2 separate regions of the Sus scrofa genome follow, and region 2 is linked to region 1. Evidence: chromatin contacts called from public promoter capture Hi-C data. All regions are on one chromosome and are shown on one strand. The core of a region is the stretch at or near the end of the contact, and the rest is flanking DNA. Distances in the headings are between cores, read along the strand shown. Region 1 holds the start of ABCC3 (canalicular multispecific organic anion transporter 2). Region 2 overlaps ABCC3 (canalicular multispecific organic anion transporter 2).

Region 1 (6,975 bases), core at 2,718-5,217:
CATGGTGCGTGTGAGTGCATGGTGTGTGTAAGTGCACAGTGTGTGTAAATGCACAGTGCGTGTGAGTGCACGGTGTGTGTACACATGTCCAGGAGGTCATGGGTTCCCTCGAGGCTCCTACCCACACATTTATCTGGGGCTGAGGTGGATGGATTTAGCCACAACTTCCCCAGCAAACAGGTGAGATGGGAGCTCTTGACCAATGGCCCTGCGCCCCTTTCTTGCAGGTCTTTCCAAATCTAATACCTCCTTCTAACCTCATCTCTCTCTTTATTACTCTTCCCAGGAATATTTTGACTTGTCACCAACAGAGCATTTTAAATTTAAATCGGTTTAATGGAGTTCCCCTTGTGGCTCAGCGGGTTAAGAACCCAACTAGTATCCATGAGAATGCGGGTCCAATCCTGGCCTCGCTCAGTGAGTTAAGGATCCGGCGTTGCTGTGAGCTGTGGTGTAGGTCAAAGATGCGGCTCAGATCCCGCGTTGCTATTGCTGTATGTAGGCCGGAAGCAACAGCTCCAATTCAACCCCTAGCCTGGGAACTTCCATACGCTGCAGGTGCGGCCCTAAGAAGAAAAAAAATTAAATCAATTTAAGTTCACAAATTGATTCACATTCCTGTTTTGTTTTTGTTTTTTTTAACATTCCCTACTTTATTTGACCTCCACAACAGCTTTGTGAGGTGGTTAGGAGGTGGGTGACTTCCCCATTTCAGAGGTAGAAAAACTGAGGCTGTGAGGATAAGCTAGTGAAAAGGCTGGATAGAATGATCAAGTGGCCCCGAGAGGCCCGAACCATGTCCTCCCACCCCTCGCCCCCACCTGTTCACTCCTGGCTTAGGTACTTCCTGGCTGCCCTGCACTACTTCTAACATTGTGGGTCACCCACAGGCTCCTAAGATAAAAGATCCAGGGACAAGTATGCCTGAAAAACACAATGAAAATGAGAAGCAGGAGTTCCCATTGTGGCGCAGTAGTTAACGAATCCAACTAGGAACCATGAGATTGCAGGTTTGATCCCTGGCTTTGCTCAGTGGGTTAAGGATCCGGTGTTGCCATGAGCTGTGGTGTAGGTTGCAGACGCGGCTCGGATCCCGCGCTGCTGTGGCCCTGGTGTAGGCCGGTGGCTACAGCTCCAATTAGACCCCTAGCCTGGGAACCTCCATATGCCGCGAGAACGGCCCAAGAAATGGCAAAAAAAAAAAAAAAAAAAAAAAAAGAAAGAAAGAAAGAAAATGAGAAGCAAACTAGCTCAGCATCCGTGAATAACCCTGAACTTTAGGCCTTTTGGGTAACTGAGCTAGGGCTGAGGTAATAGCAGCAGCCTCTGGGCCTCAGACCCCGTCCCCCCTTTTCTCAGCTCTACAAACCCTCAGAGGATGAGCTAGGAAACTTCCTGCCTTGTCCCGTACCACCCCCAGTCACCAGCTACTTGGGGGTACAGCCTGGAATAGCTTTCAGGAGCTAAGAAGTTAATGTAGAAGATGGAAATTGTTGGAGTTCCCATCGTGGCTCAGTGGTTAACGAATCCGACTAGGAACTATGAGGTTGCGGGTTCGATCCCTGGCCTTGCTCAGTAGGTGAAGGATCCGGTGTTGCCATGAGCTGTGGTGTAGGTCACAGACGTGGTTTGGATCTGGCATTACTGTGGCTGTGGCTGTGGCTACAGCTCCGATTCGACCCCTAGCCTGGGAACCTCCATATGCCACAGGTGCGGCCCTAAAAAAAAAAAAAAAAGAGGAAGAAGATGGAAAGTGCTAAGACACGGGGGTCAGGAAGAGGAGAGGTCAGTGTCCTTGTCATTTGATGCATCCCCTTGAACCTCACATATAGATGACCTGACTCCCATGGACTCCAAGGTTCTCAGAGAAGATACACGTGTCTCAGGAACAAGAAATTCAGGCATGAGAGAGTCCCAGAAGCCCAAAAGTACACAGTCAGGGAATGACAAAGTTGAAACCATATCTCAGAATCCTGATTCCAAGTCGAGCACTCTGTAGCTGATTGTTGCGTGACCTTGACAAGTTCATTTTTTCAGTTTTCCCAGCTCTTTAATGAGGGGCTGGGCCAGCTACCCCAAGCCCCCAAGCTCTGACATTCTTGGATTCCACAGTATCATGGAAGGGTAGAGAAACCCTATCATGGGATCAAGAAAGGAGCCTTGAGTTCCCAGACTTCTGGTCCCTCAAAGCCTGTTTCTGGGCAATCCTAAGTTCTCAAGGTTAACTACACACTCAGGAACAGGGAGTCCTTGAACTTGAGGCATGGTCACATCTGCCCCCTTGATTTACAAGTCTTCTCCCTGGCCACCTCAGACACCCCAACTGTGCCGCAACAGCCAAGTTCAAGTGGCAATGAGAAAAAGTCTACTCATGAGCCAACGGGGCAACCTCTGGACTCTGGAAACAAGTGACCAGGCCAGGCTGGATGACAAATAGGGTTCCTGTGGCAAGAAGGGCAGCAGCAGAGAAGTTGCATCATCTCTGATCAACCATGTAGTGATCTCCATGGCTCTCTTTCTGGGTTACTAAAAGGTTAATTTTACTCTAACCATTTAGTTAAATGGTATTCTATTGCCCGAAATGTCAGACATCCATTTAAGCCCTTCAGTCCAGCCCAAACACAACCTGAGAGCGGGGTGTCTGACTATACGCTCACACTTACATACACACATGCACACACACATCTACACAAGCACTCACTCATGAATAACACTCAGTGGGTGTGCGCGCGGGTGCGCGCACGCGCGCGCGCACACACACACACACACACACACACACACTCACACACGCATGCATGCGACCTCCCCCTCCCCAAGCACATACATACAAATACCTGAAATGGAGAAATGATTTAGGCATTGGGATTCAGAGGCCCTGGATTTGAGAGCAGCCTATGCTGGGCAGCTCCCATAGGACCACTGACAAGCCCCTTGAGTCTGAGCGCATCCGTGAAACAGAGACACACCACTACTTGCCTCCCAGAGCTGCAATGATGATCAAGGGAGCTGCCTGTGAACAGGTTTTGAAAGCTGTAAGGAAGCTCTTGGGCTTTCTACACGGAGAGCACCTGAACTATGCTGAGGGTCTGGAGTCAGCAGCCTGAAAAGCAGCCTGATGTCTTAGAAAAGGGTCCGGCATATGAGCAGAAGGCCCACTTTGGTATCCCAGCCCTGTTTTCCTCTAACTGGCTTTGAGCAAGTCTCCTCCTCTCTCTGGGCCTTTCTCCATCTATAAAAGGGGAGGGTTGGACCAGGAAATCCTGATATCTTGCACCTGTAAGGGCCTGCCTCCAGAGTGAGGTCTGCCTCTCCCTCCTGACGCTGGGGCGGTGAGGATCAGCCAGTCTCTGGTGGCTCTGCCCGGAGCAGGAACCCTTTCCAAGAAGGCAGGAACCCTTGAAGAAGGGGGAAGCCCAGTAGACCCCGCCTCCCAAAGCACCTGGTTGAACAGGTGTGGGGATGGGCATCCAAGCCCTCGTCCAAGGGGCCAGTGCTGAAGGATCAACAGGATCTAGTAACCGGGAAATGCCCCTTCTGCAGCCTGCAGTCAGTCCCAGAGAGGGATGTGAGTGAGGTGGCAAGTGTGGGCACCTTCTGATTCCGAGCTGCCACCCACCGTGCCAGCAGGAAGCCTAGCACCTGGCTTTCCCAGGCTCGCCCATGTGGCTGGGGAAACCCGAAGCAGATTTCCCCGACCACGAGGGAACCGGCACTGGGCGACGCCGCGAGACCCGTTCCCGGCATCGCATCGCCACTCCCCGGGCTAAGGGCTCGCTGGTGCTCCCTCGTGGTCCCGGGACACCTCCTTACCCAGAACTTGGAGCTGAACTCCCCGGAGCCGCAAAGAGCGTCCATGGGGCCGGGGTTCGGCGACGAGGACGGCGAGAATGAAAACGGTGGCCTTCCAACCCGGGACAGACCCAGCAGCTGCCCAGAGCCGCCTCCGCCCGGCGCTCCGCCCCCGGGCCCGCCCTTCCCAGCCCCACCTCCAGGCTCTTTGGGTCGAATTGCGGTAGCACCTCCCTGAAACTGCAGCTCGGTGGGGGCCCTGGACACAAGGACCACCCCTTCCGGGGACCGCTGGGCCTCGCGGGAGAGGTACCCCTCCAGATACGGAGGCAGATCCAGTGGGAGCAGGGTCTGCCCAAGGGGCACACGCGGCTCTCCCAGGGAAGACGTTTGCGGTGGGGAGGGAGGGCCCCCCTCCCAGGAGTCAAGGGACATGCAGAGGGACAGCGCGAGACTCCTTCCTTCCGTGAATAAATGCTTGATAAGCTTACATTCATCTCTGGAGGTCAGTCTCCTCATCTGTGAAATGGGAAGAACTTGTGTGCCCTGACAACCCAGAGGCTATCTCTTCCCCACAGGTTGTCCAGGAAATGACAGACACCAACACACAATGTGTGTGTGTGTGTGTGTGTGTGTGTGTGTGTGTCTGTGTGTGTGTGTGTGTGTGCGCCCGCTTGCCAAAGGAGAGAGGGGTGGGAGGGGATCCCAGCACCATCCAAACAGTGGCTTCCCATGATCCTCTTAAATTGCCGCCTGGCCACATTTCCGTCCCTCCCTGATCTTGAGCCTGCTGCTTCAGCAGCCTCGGTGCTTCCACTTTCACTTCTGCAAAACAAGGATAATCACAGTACCTATATCACAGGGTTACTCTGAGGATGAAACGGGAAAGCTATGCTAAGCGTCAGCATATCTCTGGCACACTTGGTAGGCACCCAACCCAACACGTAGTAGCTTCCTCTGCTTCTGCCTGGTTAGGGTGGCAGAGGGGCAGGTGAGGCCCCAAGAAAAGCCCCACATCAACACACTCCTCCTAAGCCTGAGTCTCCACATTTCCAATCTGTGAAATGGGTTTGGGGTCAATGGCCTCCTTCCCCTGCTTTGGCCCCGGCTTGGCCATGCTGGGATCCCTCCCTCCCTCCATCTCTCACTCTTCCTGTCATCCTCTCTTCCCTAATGGGATCCCAGAAGCCAGTTCACTACCCCTCTTGGGGTTGAGAAGGAATCTTCCATTCCCCCAGCAGCTCTTCCTCCAGCCCATCTCTCCCCTGCCCTTGCCGTCCAACTTTGTCCCTGTCTGTAGGGTCTGCCCAGGTGATCCTTTCCGGGGCACCGATCCCCAAGAGAAGGTGTTTTTTCCTTGGTGGCTCAGCAGCAGGTGTAGGTGGCTGCCAGCAAGATAGCACAGCAGGAGTTGCCATCGTGGCACAGCAGAAATGAATCTGACTAGGAACCATGAGGTTGCGGGTTCGATCCCTGGCCTCGCTTAGTAGGTTGAGGATCTGGCGTTGCCGCAAGCTGTGGTGTAGGTCACAGACACAGCTTGGATCTGGTTGCTGTGGCTGTGGCATAGGCTGGAAGCTGTAGCTTCGATTTGACCCCTAGCCTGGGAACCTCCATATGCTGCAGGTGATGCCCTAAAAAAGAAAAAAAAAAAAAAAAGCACAGCAGCAGCAGCCACCTCTGGGCAGGCAGGAAATCTCTTCTGCCAAGGGCTATCAGAATACAGATCTGAGCCATCATGAGGTCTGGGATGGGAGCCAGGGGGTCAAGGCTCCTCCTCCCCAGGAAGTAGGACTGGGGGCCTTTCCCCCATCCCTGGGCAAGTGCTCTCAGCCCTTTGTCTGCCCCCCTTCCCTCCCCGGCCCCACCTCCCAGCCCCCCTCCGTCTCTGAGGCAGGCTTTACAGAGCTTTCACAGCCTTGTCACAGTGTGCATTGGGTTATATTTAGTTGTGAAGGTTCTGTCTTCCCTGCCAGTCTGAAGGGTCCCCCAGGGCAGGGATCGACTGAGTCCCTTCCAATCCCCCTCCACGCCTCCAGCAGAGCCTTTCCTATACTGTGCGACACACCCCTGGATGTGTCTGGGACTGTTTCTTGAGCATTTTGGCACGGCACCATCTAAGCTCTCTTCCTGTTCTGATGATCTAGGCTTCTATGGTGAGCCGCTGGGACTCCTCCGCCCAGCTTTTCTCTAAGTTTGGGGCCAGGACTCTTGGGTTCTGTCTTCAGCCCTGGGGCTGCAGCACCATCCCCTTTGGCCCCAGCCTTGTTCAGCATTGGGCCTGCAGCACTGGGTGGGAGCCTCTGAGTTGGAGATCATGGTGGGACCCCTGGCAATCTTTACCTCCTCCACTGTCCCCGGAAGCATGCACTGGGAGCACTCTTCCTGGCCCCTCATGGAATGTGGCCCCTTTCCCACCGCCCTTGAATAAGAACTACAGTATTCCTAGGATATTAGGGTTTTGATTGTTCTCGCAAGACCAAGGAAAATGAAGCCCCAGGGCGACTTCTGGCAGAGGCAGGATGTGCTCCATGTCTTCTGAATACTGGGCTACTTCCATGCATCCTCTGCGGGGTGGGGGTGGGGGAGCATTTCCTGCATCCTTAGTTGTTGCACTCATGCCCCACCCCCACCATCAAGATTGCTTGTCGTGCCCTTCCCCCTGTGACTCATCTCCCTTTCTGCACCTGGCTAACTCTAGTCCTCCTTAAAGATTTCACTCAAGCAGCTCCCCCCACAAGCAAGACTTCACCGAACCCCTCCCATCCCAATCCTGGGCTAAGGACCCTTCTTTTCGCAGCCCGCTCTCCTTGTACTGTATCATTCGTTGTCCTGCATAACATCCCCCCAAAATGTGCACATCTTAAGGACAGGGACCATCTTGGCTGCACCCACAACATGTGGACTTTCCTGGGTCAGGGACTGAATCTGAGCCGCAGCTGCAGCAACACTGGATCCTTTAACCCACTGCCGGGGATCCCAGGCTGGGGATCGAACCCATGACGCTGCCAGCAACCCAAGCTGCCGAAGTTGGATTCGTAACCCACTGCACTGCAGCAGAACTCAGGACCATCTTAAGGGTAGTCTTGTTTATCCCTGTACCCTCAGCACCCAAGACAGTGCCTGGCAAAGTTGGTTTTCAGAAATTTTGTTTGTTTGTTTGTTTGTTTTTTGTTTTTCAGGGCT
Region 2 (6,975 bases), core at 1,240-3,739, 56 kb before region 1:
CATTAATGTGGAGAAGAAGAGCCACTGTCTTGTTGAAATAAACAGCTTAACTTTAGAAATAAGACCAAGCACACTCAGACCAACAGGAGAGCAGGGGTTTGAAGCCAGCTGTTGAAGGGCGTCCCTGCTGTCTTAAGAAGCTTTCTCCCCATAGTGCCTATAGTTTCCAAAGAAACTTAACTTCCTAACTGTGTTAATTTTATTGGAACACAGCAATTGAGCGAGGGCATGCAGCAGTTGTCAGTGCAAGAGAATATTGTGCTAAGATAATGGCCTCCTGCTGCTGCCTAAATGGTGAGCTGAGGTTGAGGTGTTTTCAAGGCCAGCTTCACCGCGTGGAGTCACTCAGCTCGGTGACTTAATTGTATTACACCAATTACTGATGGTGAGTTACTCACCCTCGTGCAGAGTTGGCCTGGCAGTGTAAAGGTTACTTATTACTCCCTTTCTCTGAAGTGCTTTGAAGAAGAAACTTCCCTTGTGTTTCAACCAGTCAGGAGCTGGTTTGTCTAGACATGCTAATCTTTTTTCCCTTATCTTTGGAAAAAGAAAAAAAAAAGTTGCAATTTACTGATACAATTAAGGCTAGTTTTATCCTGGAATACATGAATTCAGTATTAATTTCTGTCTCAACCCCTGGGGTTAGTACACTTCCAGCCATCCAGATCAATTAGGGATTCTCAGAAGCTGTGGAGGCCCCTGGCTGGGAGGTGGCCTACAGAGGAGCAGCTCCAGGGCATTTCCCGGGCCTGGAACCTGGGCCGAGGGGGAGTCACAAGTGAGAGATGGGCCTGCCCTGCCCTCTCTCCTCCCTTTTAAGGTCCTCTGTGGTCAGCTGACTCTTGAGTAAGGCAGTGGAATTAGACTGCACAGTTGCTGGTAGGTGAGCTTAACGTCTTAATCTATGCATTCAGAGAAATATTTTTATATGGTTTGTGTAATTTATAACAAGGATTTTTTTTTTTTTTTAGCTTTGTTAACTGTGAATTCACCCCTCTTCCTCCACTGCATATTTAAAGCATGTGTTCACACTGTGTGTAAACATTAACTGAAGATTTTTCTCTTTGCGCATCGCTGACTGTTCAAGGATAATAAGTATTATTAAAATTAAATATTAACCGACCAAGCCCATATTCTTTCACACTGGCCTCCTAAACAGCACACTGTACTTCTAATCATACGGGGTTCAAATTGTTGGACAGTTCCAGGGACAAAACCCGCTGGAGGAGGACTCGAAGGGACCAGTCCCCACCTGAGCCTCCTGCATCCTGCTGCTGTGGTGGCGCTCACGCCTGTCAGTGGCACCTGGAGACAGATGTTTTGTGCAGTGTCTTTCGTCTCAGTTCCCAGCAGTCAGCTTTATTTTCCTGTAGTAGCTGAGCCAGCTAGATGGAGGTCATCCTCTATTAACCACCTTTCTTGATTATCCTATTTACTTCACACAACTGAGCCTCTCCTTTGGGCTGTCAGCACCTGTCAGGGCCTCCAGGAGCTCAGAGGCAAACTCCCAAGACAGGAGAGGAAATACAGCCTCCCAGCTTCAGATCTTCAGCTGAGAATGATGCCGAATGAATCTGCATTTCTGTTGGTTTAGGGCAGCTAGAGCCTCACAAAGCAGACGTCATGCCAAATTGGTCTAATAAATCAGGGATCATAGCCGAGACCTTTTCTTAGCACCAAGGAGAGGCGGAATAATTTGGGCATTTGTGCTTTCATACTTGCTTTATCACAAGGATGGAAGTCTTCCATACACTCATAAACATCCTGGGCAGAAACAACCTGCCAAAAAAAATGTGATTAACCTTTAACAAATAGTCCTGCAGCACAGGCTGGCCCAGGACATATGGCAAAACCAGATCAAAGGAGCCATCTCCACATCTACTTTAAACTATTTAGGGTGGAGGCAAAAAAACAAACCATCACCCACAACCAATCACATCATACCAAGAATAAAGAGCCAAGAAATGAGAGTCAGAGATGACCAGAAAACTTGGTAAAGATTAACAAAGAGATCCTTTCCAAATAGAAGGCCTTGTGCCAGATATATCCTCACCTGCGGAAGAATAAACACTTCATTGGCTTGCTCAAAAAAGCAAATTTAATTCATCCCCTCCTCTCATTTACCAGCCTGGAACTGTCAGGTCAGGGGGCAGCCTCTGGGCTCCTCTGGGCTCCCATATTCAGCTTCAGCCAGAGTGAGGAGGATGAAGGACTTGGAGACCTCGCGGGTTATGGGGACCTGTCTGGAATAGACCCCTAAAGGAGCAAGGAAATAAGCTCCTTGCCCTTCTCATCCCCTAAAGAAGCGGGTAGAGCAATTGAGGGTTGACATAAATGTGGAGGTGTTCACAGCAGCTTTCTCAAGAGGCCTCAGGTCAGATTGCAGAGGCTTTACTTCTCACCTTTTTACAGTATCTGCACAGCAGAGCAGGAACTACTGGCAATTATCCAGTGGATTTTGGCCGTGAAGACAATATTTCCAGCCAAAACTCTCAGGTCTGAGGTTTTCAGATAATTCCAGCCATGCAAATGTGTATGAAGTCTATCTCTGCCTCTCCCTCCTTCCTCCCTGCCTTCTCTAAAGGTCCTAACCCCAGACCTTGTAAACAGAGAAAAGCTGTGTTGGGGCATGTGTATTGTTGACACATAGCTTTATTTCATCAGTGCTCCATTTTTAATGGATCCAGGCCAGCACCCCAGAGTACTGGACTCAGTTCCTAGGGACAGCCTGACCTGGCAGCCTCTGTTCCAGGAGGAAGAAGCTTTATTAAAAAAAAAAAAAAATACCTCAGAGTTGAAAATATAAAAAAGCTTGGGGATAGGGAGGTCATCCCATGAAACCACTGAAAACAGTACAGTGTGGAAATAACCTCAGATTAGGAGTCAGGAGACCCAGGGACTAGTCTGGGCTCTGCCTCAAATTAGCTATGACCTTGGGGCATGTCATTCACCTCTTGGGCTGCACTTCCTTATCAGAAGCATGTAGCCTGGTTATCCTGCAAGGCACTTTACAGAGGCAAAAACCTAACAACCGCCCCACAACATTTGCCATCAAGTCCATTTTATGGATAGATTTGGTGTCCTTTCCTGATGAAAACCGGGAATGTCCAAGAAGAAATCCCAGGAGTATATTTTAGGCAAGTCCAGCATCTCTGGCCATCCCGTAGAAGATGCCTCTGGCCGCAATGAGGTTGGTTGGAGAATCAAACTCAGCTATTGTCCCTTTGTCCAGGACGAGGACCCTAGCCAAAAGAAAGAAGCGATCAGGTCTCCATCGGCCCGGATCTGGTTTCCTGGTCCAACCCTGCCCTTCTGGGTACTACTCAGGCCCCTCAGCGACACGCCAACCCTCCCACTTCAGTCAATCCACCCAACACAGTGCTACGCCACATGTGCACGCTTGCAAGGCTGGTTATTTTAGCCACTCTGTTTGCCGTCCTGGCAGATGAGGCGGTTTCTGGGATCAAACACAAGGTCCTATTCATCTCTGCTGGTTGGGGCTCCAAAAACCTTCCCTAATGAGCCCTTCCCCTCACCAGGGTTACAGGACTGTGCACAGGGAGCCACGGGCCCGTGTGCTTCCATCTGCTTTGTGCTAACGTACAAAGGCACTCGGCGGGAAACTGGGCTGCAGTGAGGCCTGATGCTCGAATCTGGGACTTTGGCTGCAAATCCGCCTGCTGCTGGTGGGTGGATCTACCCTCCACTCCCGCCCCCCTCCCCCCACCCCCAAGCCAAACCTGGGGCTGGGATTAGAATTGCTTGCCAACTAAACACAGGGTACACCTGGTGCAGGGCTGAAAGGCTGCCTCCCAGGGTGTGCCCAGAAAGGGCTGCCCCAACCCCGGGAGATGCTGGGAGGGGCTGGACTGCACGCGCACTGTTTCCCTACCCACGGGGCTCCTGGAAACAAGTCCCGGGAAGAGGTGTGTCTGTGCAGATCACTGCCTGGGCACTGCCCATTGCAGCCCAGGAGACTGCTCCTCTCCTTTCAGTGCTTCTCATGCCCTTAGGGTGAGAACTAGATGCTTTCCCGTGGTCCTCAAAGAGCAGCAGAGTGAGGCCTGTGTCTTTCTCCCCCTCCTCTTGGTTCTACTGCCCCTTCGCCCTTTCTACACCAGCCTCACGTGCCCTCCTACCTCAGGGCCTTTGCATGTGCTACAGCCTTTTCCTGAAATTTTCAGTTCCCTTCCTACTCTTTCTCCTCCCCTGCTCCCCAGCTTTTACTCATCCTTTTGAGTCTGGCTGGTGCTTCCCAGTCCTTCAGAGGGAAAGTGTCCTGGCTGCCCTGTGTGGGTTGTCTTCCTCTGGCCTCCACACATGGATCCCTGCTTCAGTCCTGCAGGCTCTAATTACACATTCTGCAGCATGATTATTTGATTCATTTCTGCCTACCCTGCTAGAATGAATGAATTCCCAGCCCCCAAGGGCCGTTTGAGTTTTCAGTCTTCAGGGCTGCTGGTGAAAACCATTTCCTGTTAGGCCTGGGGAGAGACCCTCTCAGTCTCGCCCTTTCCCTTGTCTGGACCCGCCCTTTCCCTTGTCTGGACCCGGGGCCTAGCCCTTCTGCCTGTCCTGCCCCCCATTCTCCCAGCCCTGGGGCGGGGGGTGTGGTCTTGGATGGGAGTGGAGAGCTGGGGGGTGGCAGGGATGGGACAGACAGGCAATAACATCAGGCGTTGTCAGCTTGGTTCCCAAGCCCCTGGGAGCTGTGTGGGGACACCTCTGCCAGCGGGATAAGGTCTGGCCCATCGCCTTGTCCACGTATCCTCCCCACCTCCCCATCTCCCCACACCCTGCAGGTGTTTTGTCAATGAGGGCTTGTTTATACTGCATATTCCTTCATAAATTTGTTTTGGCCTCCTGCCTCCTCCTCACTCTGAGCTCTCATGTCTCTAAGGGGGCCAGCCTGGCAGGCCAGCACCAGCGTACTTCCATCAGGCTTCAAAGTCACCCAGCCCCTCCCCTTGTCCTCCTGCCCCACACCTTGACATTGAGCGCAATGAAGGAAGAGGTCACGTTCTTTCCTTTTGGCTGAATGGGCTGCCTCCCCAAGGAAGCCATAAGATTCCAAGAGCAAGGCTCCTCCCCTAATCCTTTCAGAAGCTGGTTCTAGGGAGAATCACAGTGAGCGGCTAGGGGGGAAATGAATATTTCCTAGGACTGCCTGTACTTTATTTTTTTTTAATTTCTCTATGTTTTTTTTGTTTGTTTGTTTGCTTTTTAGGACTGCATCTCCAGCATATGTTGGTTCCCAGGCTAGGGGTTCAACCGGAGCTACAGCTGCTGGCCTACAGCCTACAGCTTACAGCCCTGCGGGATCTGAGCCGCATCTGCAATCTACACCACAGCTCATGGCAACACCCAGATCTTTAACCCACTGAGCAAGGCCAGGGATCAAACCCGCATCCTCATGGATACTAGTCGGATTTGTTTCCTTGTCACCACAATGGGAACTCCCCCACCTACACTTTAAACGCTTGATTTCATTGACTGCTTTCAACAACCCCAACAGAGAGAGAGAGAAGTTCATGAAGGTTCTGCGAATGGCCCAAGGTCACAAACCAGTCAGCAGCAGAGCTGGGCCTGAGACTCCTCAGTTTTTCCACCACAAAACATCTGCTCCACATGGTGCCATCAGGGTCCCATCAAGGCAGGGACCCAAGCATCATGCACCTTTCCTCAGTGGCTTCCTAGTCTGTACACCCACCTCACAGGGTGGGGATGGGATTTGGCCCAATGGATCTGGATCCCCTCACCTCATAGCATTAATAAGAGGCTGGGAGAAAGTGGACTATGTCTAGGGAGCCCCAGCGTGCCCCCCCACATGTTGGTAACACCAAAGTGTCCCTTGGGTTTCAGAAAACATCACTGTGCCCCCGGTGCCCAGCTAACCCCCTCTGTTCTGCACTCCCCCCATACCCTAGACCATCCCACAAATGGTCCCATACCCACACAACCAGATGTCCTTCATCTGCCTGCCACCTCTCTATGGCCCGGGCCACCCCACCAGGTCCCCCCCGGGTGGTTCCCGTGCCCCACCTGGTGTAGTCCATGATGGTGTTGAGCCGATGCGCGATGGTCAGCACCGTGCAGGCCTCGAACTGGGTGCGGATGGTGGCCTGGATGAGGTCGTCCGTCTCCAGGTCGATGGCGGCTGTGGCCTCATCTAAAACCAGGATGCGGCTCTTACGAAGCAGGGCTCTGGCCAGGCACACGAGCTGCCGCTGGCCCACGCTGAGAATGGGAAAGGTAAGGCATCTCCAGCTGGGCGCCCCCAACCTGCCCCCAGGCCTCACTCCCCAATTGTTTCTGTCTCCACTCCTTCCCAGTGGCCCAGGGCTGGCTCTCGGTCTGACTTCTCCCATTTCTGCCTTAGCCCAGGACTCCTGGAACCCAGAGTTGAGGTCTGGACATCACAGGGATAATGAGGGGCCTTGGGGGCAGAGCCAGTACATAGCAACATTGTGAAATCCCCAGTCTGTCTCTGGCACCCCTGGCCTCCTCCTTCTGTGCCTTCTTCCCCGTCATCGCTCCTCAACTAGTGTCACTATGTTTCTCTGCTTCAATTAGTCATTTACACCTTAGTAAGAACACACGTAAATGACTCTTCCTGGATATTTTCGTGCCTCCCGCTATCTTGCTGAGCCTAATATCACACAATGCAGTCATCTCCCACCCCCATGGGGAATATAGGCCAGGGCTCTGTTGTGGGAACAAGGAAGGGACAGGGCAGAGGAGGACCTGAGGGACTCTTCGGTGTCTGGTCACTAGGCAGGTGGAGGAGGGGCGGGCTGCATACCTTTAACTTCCTGCCTTGGAAGCCAGAGCTCGAGAACAAAGTGAGGCTGTGTTCCCAACCACAGAGACGGCAGCACCCCCACACCCAAGGACAAATACCTTGGCCCTTCCCTAAGGGGTGAGTCACCGCAGCCGGAGCGAAGGCCAGGCTCTCTCCCCGGCCCATTCCCGCAA

The links. Promoter capture Hi-C pulls out the DNA fragments that hold promoters and counts their contacts.
Region 2: a promoter capture Hi-C map of liver shows a contact between it and region 1, with 9 times the contacts expected there. The contact joins the enhancer-like site here to the promoter of ABCC3 in region 1. A contact is called at or near these places in 4 of 5 promoter capture datasets (fetal liver, fetal skeletal muscle and liver), 18 of 47 Hi-C or Micro-C datasets (alveolar macrophages, embryonic fibroblasts, fetal heart ventricle and 11 more) and 2 of 2 datasets of contacts at active chromatin or transcription factors (alveolar macrophages and skeletal muscle).

Annotation. Positions count from the first base shown.
Region 1 is chr12:26,917,756-26,924,730 of Sscrofa11.1, reverse strand. ABCC3 (canalicular multispecific organic anion transporter 2) reads right to left here and starts at 3,967. Exons shown (of 33, transcript XM_003131575.6): 1 at 3,811-3,967. The coding sequence starts at 3,855.
Region 2 is chr12:26,972,360-26,979,334 of Sscrofa11.1, reverse strand. ABCC3 (canalicular multispecific organic anion transporter 2) reads right to left here. Exons shown (of 33, transcript XM_003131575.6): 32 at 6,043-6,237; 33 at 946-3,242. The coding sequence ends at 3,134. ANKRD40 (ankyrin repeat domain-containing protein 40) reads left to right here. Exons shown (of 5, transcript XM_003131571.5): 5 at 1-1,122. Among named protein-coding and RNA genes, the nearest start is that of ANKRD40, 20 kb to the left of the region's middle. Within about 2 kb of position 2,489, at least 15 of the 83 cell types and tissues checked have an H3K27ac peak or open chromatin away from gene starts, as enhancers often do. A contact at or near this core is called in liver, mesenteric adipose tissue and omental adipose tissue, where this site is marked.